2 separate regions of the Hordeum vulgare genome follow, and region 1 is linked to region 2. A link is a contact called in public Hi-C data. All regions are on one chromosome and are shown on one strand. Each heading gives the region's core, a stretch centred on a gene start, on an enhancer-like site or on the middle of the called end of the contact. The rest is flanking DNA. Distances are from core to core; before and after follow the strand shown. Region 1 holds the start of LOC123405501 (fatty acid desaturase DES2). Region 2 has its middle 140 kb from the start of LOC123405501.

What was found. Hi-C and Micro-C count contacts between places; a contact is called where the count stands out from the background.
Region 1: a contact with region 2 is called in a Hi-C map of leaf, with 2.7 times the contacts expected there. The contact joins the promoter of LOC123405501 here to the enhancer-like site in region 2. A contact is called at or near these places in 1 of 6 Hi-C or Micro-C datasets (leaf) and 1 of 1 datasets of contacts at active chromatin or transcription factors (embryo).

Annotation. Positions count from the first base shown.
Region 1 is chr6H:475,278,196-475,284,820 of MorexV3_pseudomolecules_assembly, forward strand. LOC123405501 (fatty acid desaturase DES2) reads left to right here and starts at 4,370. Exons shown (of 2, transcript XM_045099164.1): 1 at 4,370-4,523.
Region 2 is chr6H:475,138,448-475,145,981 of MorexV3_pseudomolecules_assembly, forward strand. No RefSeq gene overlaps it. Among protein-coding and RNA genes, the nearest start is that of LOC123405501, 140 kb to the right of the region's middle. Within about 2 kb of position 2,679, at least 2 of the 3 cell types and tissues checked have open chromatin away from gene starts, as enhancers often do. A contact at or near this core is called in leaf, where this site is marked.

The DNA.
Region 1 (6,625 bases), core at 3,120-5,619, 140 kb after region 2:
CCATGTCATATAAAAAATACATTTTTATCATAATTTTTATCATTTCTCAAGATCATACCTAAAGAGACTACATGTTGAGACGAGTAGGAATTAAGCTTGGGGATGCTAATACACCTCCAACGTATCCATAATTTTTATTGTTCCATGCTATTATATTGTCAATCTTGGTTGTTTTATATCCATTTATATGTTGTTTTATTCCCATTTATATGTTGATTCATGTCATTTTTGGGAACTAACCTATTAATCAAGTGTCTAGTGCGAGTTGTTGTTTTCTGCATGTTTTTCGCTTTTCAAGAAACGAGTACCAAACAAAGTCCAAAAGATATGAAACTTTTTGCCGTTTTTTTAGACAACAGAGGACCTAGAAGCTCGAGAAGGAGGCCAAAAGTTGCAAAAGGAGGCGACAAGGCAATAGAACGTGCCGAGGGGGGGGTAGGTGCGCCTTGTTACCTTGTGGGCCCTCTCATGGCTCCGTCTAACCTAATTCCACCCATATAAATTCTCAAATATTAGGAAGACATCAAAGAGAGAACAGAAACACTTTTTCCGCTGCCGCCTGTCTCTGTTGCGATGGTAGGCCATCTAGATACCTTTTTCGGTGCCCTATGGGAGGGGGAATCGATCATGGAGTTCATCTACATCAACCTTGCTGCCTCCATGATGTTGTGTGAGTAGTCTACCACATACCTACGCGTCTATAACTAGTACATAGATGGCTTATTCTCTCTCTCCGTTCATCTTCAATACATCATTAACTGCAATTCTCGAGGTGATGTATTCAATGTAATCTTATTTGTCGTGTGTTTGTTGGGATTCGATGAATTGTGGGTTTATAATAAAATTGTTCATTAATATTAGTTGTTTCTTCTCTGTATTATTTTATGCATGATTTTATAGCTTCATATTTCTCTTCGATGTATCGGTTTGGTTTGGCCTAGATTGATATGTATTTAGTGGGAGTGGTGCGGTGTGATGGGTTCAATCTTGCGGCACACAATCCTAGTGACAGAAAGGGAATTGACACACATTTGTATTGCTGCCATGAAGGATAATACGACGAGGTTTATTCATATTTCTTGAGCTTACTTTGTCTACATCATGATATCTTGCCCCAAGTATTACAGTGTTTCATACTCAATACTCTTGACGCATGCTGGATAGCGTTCGATAAGTGGAGTAATAATAGTAGATGCTGACATGAGTCGGTCTACTTGCTTAAGGGTGCGATGCCTATACACATGATCATTGCCTTGAATAATATGTCATAACTATGCGCTGTTCTATCAATTGTCCAACAATAACTTGTCTACGCACCGTATGCTATCTTCAAGTTTGAAGCCTCTAGCGAAAACTATGCCCCGGGTCTACTCAAATTATATAACAAAAACCACAAAAATATTGCTTCATTTTATTTCGTGTTATTTATATTTATATTATCTATCTATCACAATTTAGTCTTTGCAAGTAACGAGTTCAAGGGGCTTAACAACCCTCTTATCAGCATCGGGTGCAAGTGTTTGCTTCTTTGTGTGCAGGTGCCGACGATGAGAGTTTTCTTAATACTCCTATTGGTTCGATAACCTTGGTTATCACTAAGGGCAATACTTATCTCTATTGTGTTGCATCTCCCTTCCTCTTCGGGGAAAACTCCAATGCAGTTTACAAGTAGCAGGCTCGAACGAGCAAAATCTAGAGCTGAGCAAAAATAGGGTCTTATTACACCTTTGGCAGTTGATGAACATATCACCATTCTCACCTTTGATCCAAGAGGTTCAACCTTTGATTCCTCCCTCTCTAGCCAACCAATCCAGCTCATATTTTAGGTAGAGAAAGTGGAATACCCGATCTACACGTCCATCCAAACCAAACCCTAGTTGTTTGACTCCTTGCAAATCTTGTTACTCTTGGGTGTTTGGGAACCCTAGATGTTTGAGGTCACTTCAGAGCTGCATTCCATTGCGGTGAAGCTTCATGATAGTGTTGGGAGCCTCCAATTAAATTATGTAGAGATCCACATCCTTATTTTGAAATGTCCCGATTGTCGCATTCAATGGCATGACCTGTGGATCCACGAAACCTTGCATTGTGTGAGGGCGCGAGAAGAAAAGGGTGAGTCTTTGGGATCCTCGGGGAGCATTATGTCTACACACCCCTCCAACAGAGACATACCCTCCTCCCAAAAGAGGGAACTTAAAAAACACATCCTCGTCTCCATCGACTCCACATGCGATTATTTCACTTTTACTTTGTGCTTTTTATTACCTCGTTTTGTTGTGCTTGTCATATAGGTTGTCCACCTAGTTGCGTATCTACTCAATCTCTTATTTTGTTGAGCATATTGTGCAAAAGAAGTTAAAAATATTGTTAGCCGCCTATTCAACTGCCCTTCCAGTCGACCATATCGATCCTCTCAATGGATTCCTCGAGGATTTAATCCCAATATATTATAAAACTTCACTTTACCCTTGCTAATTCATAGAGTACTTTAACTTACAGATTCATGGGGTACTTAAACTACGTGGAGTAAACAGATAGTACATCTTTTTGGTTCTTCTATATCGCCATTCTCTTCTCCTCCGGGTGATTCTTCTTCAGATGGAGTGTTATGCAGGTCTAGGAGCACCATGCTGCTGCTCCTGATGATGAGGAGAAGCATAAATAGCGGTTGTTGGGACTAATTCACGGCTAAATTTGTAAAGGAGACGATGATGTAGAGGATGCAGCGGAGATGTCGATGTAGTGGATGCATATGAGCTGGTGATGCACACACCAAATGTTGCTACTGCCGGTTCACGGAAATTGCTGCCGGAAAATGTTGCTACAACTTGCAACGAGGAGCGTCTGGTGCTCGGCAACAATGAGCGCCTAGTGAGCGCGATGACGAGCGCTTGGTGACTCGTGCTCGACAGAGCACCTAGCTCGACTATGCGCTGACCAATGAGCGCTGGGCGCAGCGACATACTCGCTGATGAGCGCCGAGGCACGTCGGCACGCTTGGCGAGGAGCAATGTCTCGTGAGCACATTGACATCCTAGAATTGAAGACATTGGGTGCGGCGAGGATCACGTTGGGATGAAATTTGAAATCGAGGAGTGAAATGTCTTTTTAGAAAAAAATGGGCGCCGTTGAGATTATCCCTAAACATCTTAAATTTGTGAAAACAGGGAGTACATGATAGCATGATATCATGATCCTATTATTTACGGAAATACTAACTCACAAACGTTCCCTTGGAGGGGGTTGGCTGTTGATGGCATTTTGAAGTGGTCGCAGATGGCAATATTTCCCACTTTACCTTCAAACTTTACCTTCAAATCTATAAACTATGCAAATCATTCAAAACAACATAATTTTTTGTTGCCTTGACATATGGGTACCGTATGTTGCATAGATATGAGAAAGAATAATCCGCCTACAGAAAAGCCCTTGCAATATTTCTTATGCAAACGACATATATTTATCATCTTGAACATGCCATTCCCAACCCAAGGAATCATATGATATTGTAATTGAGCGATAATTCATTTCAACAAGATTAAAAACATGTGAATAAATAATGCATGTATATATGTAACTTTCTTTTATGAAAATGTACACACACACATACACACGCACAAAGATAAGTGTCTAACTCGGTAAGTAAAGGGCTAATTGTCAAGTTAGATATAATAATAATGATTTAAGTTCGTTTACACCCTTCTATATACTACTCTATACTAAATTACAACAACATGATATAAACATACATATATACCATAATTGTTTTGCAGGAAAGTTTCTACCATGAATTAATAATTATATTTTCACCAAAATTTTCATGTGTTTGGTCCTTTTCATCCACTAATAATTATTATCACATGTTTCGTAATATTCAAAAACAATGGTTTTTGTAATCTTTACATGTACTTCATTCGTCGGAGTATAAGTTTTTTAAAGATTTGTATATAGACATTCATAGAGTGTAGATTTATTCATGTTATTTCGTACGTAGTCTATAATAAAATTTATAAAAAAACCTATATTTTAAAAAACGAAGGAAGCATATTTCATACGGGGTCTGTTTGCTGTATTTCTGTACAGGGGAGGCCTCAGCTGACGGACAAAATTGGCACTATATCTAGTGGTGAATCCCACGCCATTCTGGTGGCAGGCTCCGGACCGTCGGATGGCCCGAACGGACGGCCGACGGCCCGCCATGCGAGATCCGGGTCACGGCCCCCTCAGACGAGCGATACAAACCGCGACACGTGTACGGGGCCAGATTTCTTGGGTCAGTGCGCCCCATCTGGCTCCCGGGACCCGCACGCCAGTGGGCGCGCGTGAGGGGACGGGGCGCTTTTAAATAGCATCCCCCACCGGTGGACTCGGAGGCGGCCTGCTCCTCCCCCCCGCACAAACCACTCGTTCGTCCCGTCCACAAGAGGAGCAGACGCGCCGGTGAGGGTGCGCGCGCGCGCTCGCTCGCTCGCGTGGTGTCCGTCCGCCCGATCCGCCGCCTCGACCACCACCACCCCTACCAGGTATCGCCATTCGTCCGAATCCATCGCTTGTCTGGCTCAATTGGTAGTAGATTCATTTTCTTCGGTGCGGATTCGCGCGGAATCTGCTTGGTTCTCCGGGCGTTTTAAGCCGCCGGGAATGGCGAGCAGGCAGGGCGCCATGCCGCGTGCGTCCCGTATCCCCTCGTAGAGCCTCCGCCGGCGCCGCCGTGAGAGGAGCTCGACAGACAGGTTGCTGTTTTCTCCCCCCTTTGCCGCCGCACCTGATTCCTGCCACCGGTCCGTCAATCCGTTGCTCCGCTAGACGCCGCACCTACCCCCGACCGAATTCCCAGCGAAATGCGCGTGTCCCATGCACGGTTTCACCGGAGGCAACAGCGAGCAGTATTGGAACGAACGAACGAACGAGGCGGAGATCGGGAAGCGGCGTACCAAATCCAAAAGCGCAACCCCTTTTCCTGGTTGCTGACGGGCACCACGGCAATCGATCGCCTCTGGTTAGCGTTGACATTTACAAACTCGGGCTCTGTTTGCATCTTGCCACCAGATCTGCAGGATTTTGGTGCGGACGGTGTCCAGATATTCCGGTACGCCTTTTGGGCCCTGATCCCTGCACCTTCGCCGCTAGCACTCATTTTAGATTCGTAAAATCTGCCATGCTTTTGGCAGCTCCCGTTAGTTTCGTTGGAAAAGCTGCTACCTACCTTTGCCTCCCCTTCACCCCCGGCGCGCTAAATTTGTAGCACCATGTGTTTCTTCTTTTTGATTTGATCAAGGATGAGAGAACCACTTTCCATCCACAATCACTTGAAACAGAATCACAAAGCTGTGATTACTGATTAGGCCGTAACAAAACTAATTGGCCTTTGACAACACGCAAGCTTTCAGTTTTCAAAGAGGCAAGCCGTTATCGCAAACACACACACACGCACACACAAAAATCCGTTTGTCCAGCGAAACACGGCAGGCGGAGCCTCAGCCATATGCTTCTCGTGCCCATGTCGTTGGGATATTATCATAAGAAAGAAGAGGGAAAAAAAAAGAAAGTTAGGCCGCTCCTTTCAGCATGTCGTCGGCGGCGGCGGCGGCTGGCGCGCTGCTGCTCCTGACCTAGAAAAGGTCATCGTGATTCACGACCCCGTCAGATATCCTGTCGCCGGCGCCTGGACGGTGGCGATTGTCCCTTTCCGTTTCGTCACCCCACGACCGCGTGCCTGCGCTAAGGTACAGAAAAGACTGCGTGGGTCAGAGCTGCACAATATTCCACGGATCCAGGCCCACACCCACAAGGCGGGCCTGCACCACCTTTTTTTTTTCGTATTTCCGGCCGCAGACGTCCAGCCTAGCTGGACGCGCACAAACGAACAAAGGCGCAGATCTGGGTGCCCATGGCCCTCTTCCACCTTGGATAGCAGTACCCCTCAAAAAAAAAAACTTGGATAGCAGTAGCACCACGCCAGCCCTGTACTTGCCCTGTATGTGCTGCCCCCGCTCTGGTCCTCCTCGCCTACAGCGTGTAATCCAGGCTTAATGCCTGCCCCGAATCTGCAAAATAAGTCCTAATCAATCAGCTAAGCTGGGTTTATTGCCCTGAATCAGCAAAGTTGAACGTCGCGATCCGGAGCTTTATTATGGTTTGGCCGTGGGACTTCTTTTTCTCTCTTCAAAGCGAGAAGGAAATCACTAGCACTTTGTTGATGGCATCTGAATTGAAAGTCCACCTACCGTCTGGAGATGCGCCATGTTCAACGTGGTATCTCGTTTTACTGCTGTTCCTTGGTCTCGGTCGCCCACTGCTGCGCCGAGCTGAGGTGGGGAAGTGTGTGCCCGAGACTGAGAGGGTGGTGGTTGGTGGGTGACTCGGCGTTCTCGGACCGAATGTGTCGTGGTCGTAGCACAGGGGCGGGAGAGAGAGAGAGACGTATTCGTCCATATTGGCGTCCTCCTTGAAGAGATGGCGGATGGCTTATATTTGACCGTCCAAGGTGTGTCTGGTAGGATTTGATCGCCTTATCTTACTGGATATGTCCTCATTTTGAACGAGTTTCTGGCGCATATACTTCCTTTACTTTGACCATTGGATTGGTCACCTTATTATCTCCATCTTCCACCGCCCTGTGTTT
Region 2 (7,534 bases), core at 1,429-3,928:
AAACGCGTAGGCATTGGATTGGTGATGGATAATTATGTCGGATGACATTCATAATGCAACAGCTATAACATGGGAAGATATGTAACTAGCTCCAGCTCATCAATGTAATGTAGGCATGCATTCCGTATATAGTCATACGTGCTTATGAAAAGAACTTGCATGACATCTATTATCCATCCCTCCCGTGGCAGCGGGGTCCTAATGGAAACTACGGAATATTAAGGTTCTCCTTTTAATAGAGAACCGGAACAAAGCATTAGCACTTAGTGAATACATGAACACCTCATACTATGGTCATCTCCGGAAGTGGTTCCGGCTATTGTCACTCCGGGGTTGTCGGGTCATAACACATAGTAAGTGACTACAACTTGTAGGATAGGATCAAGAACACACATATATTCACGAGAACATAATAGGTTTAGATCTGAAATCATAGCACTCGGGCCCTAGTGACAAGCATTAGGCATGGCAAAGTAGTAGCAACATCAATCTCAGAACATAGTGGATACTAGGGATCAATCCCCATCAAAACTAACTCGATTACATGATAGATCTCATCCAACCCATCACCGTCCAGCAAGCCTACGATGAGATTACTCATGAACGGTGAAGAGCATCATGGAATTGGCGATGAAAGAAGGTTGGTGATGACGACGGTGACGATCTCCCCTCTCCGGAGCCCAGAACGGACTCCAGATCTGCCCTCCAGAGGAAGAACAAGTGGTGGCGGCGCCTCCGTATCGTAAAACCCGATGAACTCTTCTCCTTGATTTTTTTTCGGGCGAAAGGGACTAAATAGAGCTCGAGTTGGAGGCGGCGGAGCCCCGAGGGCCCCACAAGCCTGCTAGGCGCGGCCGGGGGGGGGGGGCTCCATGGCTTGTGGGCTCCTCGCTCCACGTCTCCGGTTGATTCTTGCGCCAGTATTTTTTATATATTCCACAAAAAAATCCTCGTAAATTTCCAGGTCATTCCCAGAACTTTTATTTCTACACAAAAACAACACCATGGCAATTCTGCTGAAAACAACGTTAGTCCGGGTTAGTTCCATTCAAATCATGCAAATTAGAGTCTGAAACAAGGACAAAAGAGTTTGGAAAAGTAGATACGATGGAGACGTATCATCTTAGCAGCCCAAGGGAACGTCGCCTCCCACGCTTGAGCAGCATTCTACACCGACAACATCGGCGGCTAGGGCACATGCTGCCGGGCTCGCTCATTCTCCCGACGCTCCTCCTCCTCCCAAGCGCCCAATGGCGCTCTAGCTTCATCTATGCCTCGGCCTGGGTGTGCTCCTCCGCCAGCGCATGCGTCTTTTATTAGAGGAGATAGACCGTATCCTGCTCCGGCGTAGTGCCGAGCCACACGGGAGGCGCGGAAACCCACTCCCGGAGTTGGTCGGCCCACTCATAGCGGTATGGCTCGGGCTCCTCCACTTCGATCTTGGGCTCAGGAAGCGTTGGAGGCGCCGACCGTGGCGGTGGGACGGCGGGATCGAGCTGGACGTCGTGGAGGCGCTACTTTCGTGCTCCAAGGCGAACCAAACCTCTCAGTTTGGGGTGTCGTCCGCGTAAGCTGGAGCATGCCTCTGGTCCGGGTCTAGCAACGCGTGCCGCGGGTGCACATCCTACATGTGCGCACACGCGACTCAGCGCACCGCGCGCACGAGGTTAGGGTTGGGGTCTAGATGCCAACCATGCGGGAGGTTGACATCTGGATACAGGAGGGCCTGCTTGTACTGCCAATGCCAGCTAGCTTGGTGGACTGGGATGTACAGACGCTCGCGTTCCCGCGGTGACGCACCAAAGCGCGGAGGCGTCGGCGACAGGGAGGAGCTAGCACCCGGGGTGAGCTTGCCCTTTCCTTTGCCTAAGGAATCTATGATGGACGATGATGGAAGCCGGCTAGGTTTAGGGTTTCTCGTCGCCGGCGGGGGAGCAAATGTCGTTAGATGGGGACGAAGAGAAGAAGTGGATGAGGCCGGCCCTGTCCCACGCTTTGATTTAAAAAGACAACGACCGGCAACTTCCATCCAGTGTGATACGGGTCCGAGTTTAATGGTCGCAATTAATACGAACGTGGACGGTGATTGAGGGGCCGACTGATGGACCCATGAAAGACAATCAAGCGCGGCGCGTCCGGTTCGTATCCGTAAGGATGTAAATTAATCTTAAATTTAGGCCTGAAATGAGTTCATATGAACATATGACGGACAACATTTATGTTTGAATCGACGTGTTGAAACATATTTTTATCCCTGCCAAAAAAAAAAAAAACACGCGTTGGAGCTGCTCTTACCAATCCCATGCTGGAGCTAACCCGTAGCATGGATGGACGAGACAAATGCAGCTCCTGCGTGAGACGAGCGCGCCGCTCCACACACCACCGTGATTCCCGCCCCCGTGCGCGCGGCGCCGCCCGCACGCCATGCGAACGCGGACGGCGCGCGTGTGCCGTCCACTTGTCGCGCCGTTTCCCCACGCGTCGTGGCCGTCGGCGACACGTACAGAGCGCCTTTGCCATCCGTCCGCTCGGCGGTTTCGACACGCGAGGCAGGCAACAAGCTAGGCTAGCTCGCCGCTTGGGCTTGTCATCGCCTGGCGCTGGTGGCGCTTGTGGCAGCAGTGGAGTGTCAGCTACCCGTTTTGGCCTTCTTGTCGCGCTTGCGTGATGGATCATGGATGCAAGCACGTGCACCAACTCACGAGCTTGGGGCGTTCCGGCTTTGGAACGTGCATGTCTGCATGATGTCCGGGTACTTTTGCCGCTTTCGACTCTGCCCAGCGACACGACGAATATCTTTCGTCGCTTCTTTTGTTCACTTTTTCCGGTAGTATATCTGCTGCTCGGCTCCCGGGAGGAAGCCGTTCCTTCGATAGATTGTGTGAGATGGTCCCTGAATAAAAAGGGAGAGGTAGGGATGTAAACACGAATGGCTGACCAGATCACCTCGAGCATGGCTGATGGTGAGCAGTGTGACACGTCGTACCAGCAGTGACGGACCTGGATACTGAGTTTGCCGGGACGTTGAATGACGATGAAGCTTCATTGCACTGCGTCTATGGTCATTAGACACGGAAGATACCCTGTTTTGTTGTCGGAGAGCCGGGGCGGCGTCCCCAGCTCGTCCCAGTGGTGAATCTGCAACTGCGTACGAGTACCAAAGCCTTGTGATTTCCGGGACCTCGTAGCCTTACGATTCCTTGCATGTGAATGAATAGTCCCGCTTAAATTAGTCGGCACGTATATATGTTCCCTCTCAAACACGTGTGTTCCGTGCGTTGCTGCAGTTGCGTTATAGCACGAACGAACGGAAGACGTCACTTGATTACAAGTAGCGATACGTACTGCTGGCTGCTTCTAGTACGTATTGCCTTGTTTTGTCCTCTAAAGGGCCTGGCCTACGCACTGAATTACAGAACGTGTGTAATCACTAAATTGGACGGCATAGACGGACCGCAACCGCAATGACTTGGTTGAGAACACCCTGATCAGCTTTAAATTGACGAATATAAAGAGAAATAAACGTGTTTCGTATGAAGCTTCAACTAAAGAGTAGGCAGAGTTGCGCTTCGGAGACGTGGATCACTGACTAGGCCTTCGTATCACTCCTCTGCCTGGTACGGTACGTCACCCAAAGAGTTCCTACGAGCGAGTATTCGTATGATTTACACCCGTCTGGACACACCTATAACTGGTTAATAAAATATGTGCACGTAATGCATGGTGTTTTTTTCAAGGCAAGCACTCTGCGCCGGCGCGCCGGCCCAACTGTTGGGCCGGTCGAGCTCCAGCCGTCAGATTTGGCCCTCCCGAGCTGTCAGATCCCATCGACCCCATCCCTCCTATCTTCAACCTCTCGCACGGGAAAGGGGAAGGCCCGCCTCGCACGCGCCGACGCCCCAGCACGCGCCGACCGCCTCGCTTCACCTCCTCACCGCTGGCCGCCCTTCATCGTCGGTCGCCGCTTGTCGCCGCCCTTGCCGTCGGTCACCGCCCTCGCCGCCATCACCTATGTCGCCTTCTGTGCGTTTCTAACCTCCGTGGATGTAGCAACGTGCGCTCATGGTTGCAACCCCTTGTAAAAAATAATACGGTTGCAACAAAACATAACGACAAATGTAGCAAAATTGTATAATGGTTGCAGCATTTTCATCATGGTTGCAACTCGTCCATGTCAACGGTTGTAGCAAAAACACAATGCGGTTGCAACAACAAAAAATGACTGATGTAGCAAATTTGTATAATGATTGCAGCATTTTTCATCATGGTTGCAACTCGTCCATGTCAACGGTTGTAGAAAAAAACAATACGGTTGCAACAAAAAAGAATGACTGATGTATCAAATTTGTATAATGGTTGCAACATTTTTTCATCATGGTTGCAACTCCGGCTATAAAACTCCGACGAAGTTTGGTTACAACTCTCATGGACGTGGTTGTAACTTCTTTTATCAACGGGTGAAACTTTTTTTACGCCGTTTGAAACTTTTTGAACACCGCTTGTACCTTTTTTCTAATACATGCATACACACGATCAGTCCATGGCAGGAGGCAGCCATGTCATCTTCCATGTGGCTCGGCCCGAGCACCGGCGATGGTGATTTTGCAGCAGCGCCAGCGAAGGGTACGAAGGCGTGCGGCGGTGCCTGCGGGTGAGGGGGCGACGGCGGCATGCACAAAGGAGAAGCACGCGACGGCGGCGCCTGCGCGGGAGGAGGGGGCGACGACGAGTTGCGCAGAAGAAAAGCACACGACGGTGGCGCCTGCGCGGGGGAGGGAACGACGGCGACGTGCGCGGGAGGAGGGGACGCACGCGATCCATCCTGGTCGGACGAACACGGTGCGTCCAGCCGAAACGGTCCGGCCGACGCGTCGTGTATAAACGTTTTCCTTTTTTCAATGGGTTTATTCCTCAAGTCAAGTTGCGCACGTACATCCATCGCCCCGGAAGAAAAATGAGCAATGAGATCGTAGTATCTGATTGCAGAATATGCTAATGAACTGTTACGTGGCCATGGCCCATGTGGTTCCGACGATCGGATGCATGAGTTGCTGATAAGGATTAATTAACAAGTCGGCGGATATCCCGAAGGCTAAGCTAAACTTAAGAGGAAGTTGACGCTTTGATTAACTGGCCCTACAGAAAATAGGTCTCGATCATCGGTGAGGGCGATGAGGGCGATCCAGTTGAGGGCACGCCACCACGTGCTCACTGTTGCCATCACGTGAAGGCATGGTTGCCTTTACGAGAACGAAAAAACAACCTCTCAAATCAACTCCAATCGGCCTACCCAAGCTCACGCACGTTTTATTTGTTCTTTATATTTAAGTTGATAATGGGTTCAATGCGCCGATACATTTTCATCTTTACGGCTGGCCTGCGTTCATTTTCTATTGTTTACATATATGTTTGGTTGGCATTGAAACATTATTTTTATTTCCTCAAAGACATTTTGATACATCATTAATTAATGGACTTAGATAACTATATTATTCTTCCGCAAAAGAAAAGATAACTATATTATAATATTAGATCCGAATGAGTGATTTGCATGCACGCTTGTTGTTTTTATCTCCCAATAAAAAGGATGCATCCAGCCAACACATTTTACGTTTTTTTTCTCTCTAATTGCTTGGTGCATGCATGTTTCTAGGATAAAAACGATGATATCAGCGAAAATTTCATTAAACTTACATATTCAAAATGTATTGTACCTCAAACCGTCGCTTCGAATGAAAAAACGTCTTCACATAAAAAATCGTCTTGACAAGATCTTCGAAACTAGATTCCATGTTGATATGTTGTGATGATTTTTTTTTTCAATCTAAAAGTTACCACATCTGAACTGTCATACATAAGTTACCATGTCATTTACACAGAAGTTACTCGTGTTATATTCTCAACAAACTTTTATCCCGGGGTTAAAAAGTGATTATGGTGTTTAAAATGAGTTATCAACTTTCTTCTATATATTACCATGTTATCAAAGTATGTTTTTTCAACAATGTTCATTCCCTCGGTCAAAAAATTACCGCGATATTTGTATATGACTTATCAGCTCTCATGTGCATGTATTATCATGTTGTTTACATATGAGTTATTGGGAGGTACTTTAACAACGTTTTTCCTTGGTCAAAAAGTTACTACGATTGGATTGAGTAAGTTATCAGCTCTGTTGTATGTATATTACCATGTTATTTACACATAACTTATCAAGGTATGTTTTTTCATAAAGTTTTATCTCGGGATGAAAAGTTGCCATGGGATTTGTAGTCCGGGCATATATACCATCGTAGTTAGACAGAACTAAGTTAACGCAGTGTTTGTATGTGAGTTATCAATTTTGTTGTGTGTATATTACCATGCTATTTTTACAGAAGTTATTCGCGGTATGTTTCTCAACAAATTTTATCCCAAGGTCAAAAGTTACCGTGGTGTTTGCACATGAGTTATCAGCTACACTGTGCATATATTACCACGCTGTTACAAAAAGTTATCATGTGCATGTATTTCAATACATTTTTCCCGAGTCAAAAAGTTACCGTGTGTTTGTATGTAAGTTATCAGTTTTACTGTGTGTATATTACCATGCTACTTAGACACAAGTTATCCGGGTATGTGTTTCAACAACTTTTTTCCGTTCAAAAAGTTAATTAGATATTTGTATGTGAGTTACCACCTTTTTTATGCCTATATTACCATGATATTTACATAAAAGTTACCGCTGCATGTTTTTTAACAATTTTCATCCCGATATGAAAAATTATCGTGGTATTTGTACATGAGTTATGATGTCTCATGTGCGTCTAGAAGCATGTTGTTTACACAAAATTTACCGGGGTATATATTTAAAAAACTTTTATCTTGGGGGTGAAAAGTTATCGTGGTGTTTCATCAACTCCCCTCCCTCTTTTTCAAAGTTAGCATGGTGTCACCAACTGTCTCAAAATATCGGACACTAAATTACCTTCTTTTGATGTAAACATAGTAAAGGAGATGGGTTAAGTTGCCTATTTACTTTCATTTGTTGAGAAACATACCGTGAATAACTTCTGTAAAAATAGCATGGTAATACCGTGAATCACAATGGAGGTGAGGTGGTTGGCTAGCTAGTCTCGCACATAAGAGGTGCAAGGATCAAATCCTCTTGTTCACACTAATTTTTGTGCCAAAATGCAAACTACCCAGCGTTGTGTTATGCGTAAAAAAGTCGAATGGAAAAAAATGGATCCGGATAAGAGGAGATCGAGGCGGGAAAATGGACCAAGAAGAGGTCCTCGTATTCGTGGCAAAAAATCGGATCTTGAGCACATCATGCGTGCATGCATGCAACAGAAAAAAGGAAGCTGTGGTGGGCCGCAAGATGCATTGTGATGGGTCGGAAGATGCGCTGGAGAAGGTGCATGCAGGATCCGAATCCGAGGGTGCGAGAGGTGTTCAGATCTATGCCTAAAAGGAGAACGTTTGGAAAATACAAATTCCGTTTATTAATTCTTCTCTATGAGAACAAGACCAAAGAAAACAAGAACCGCAA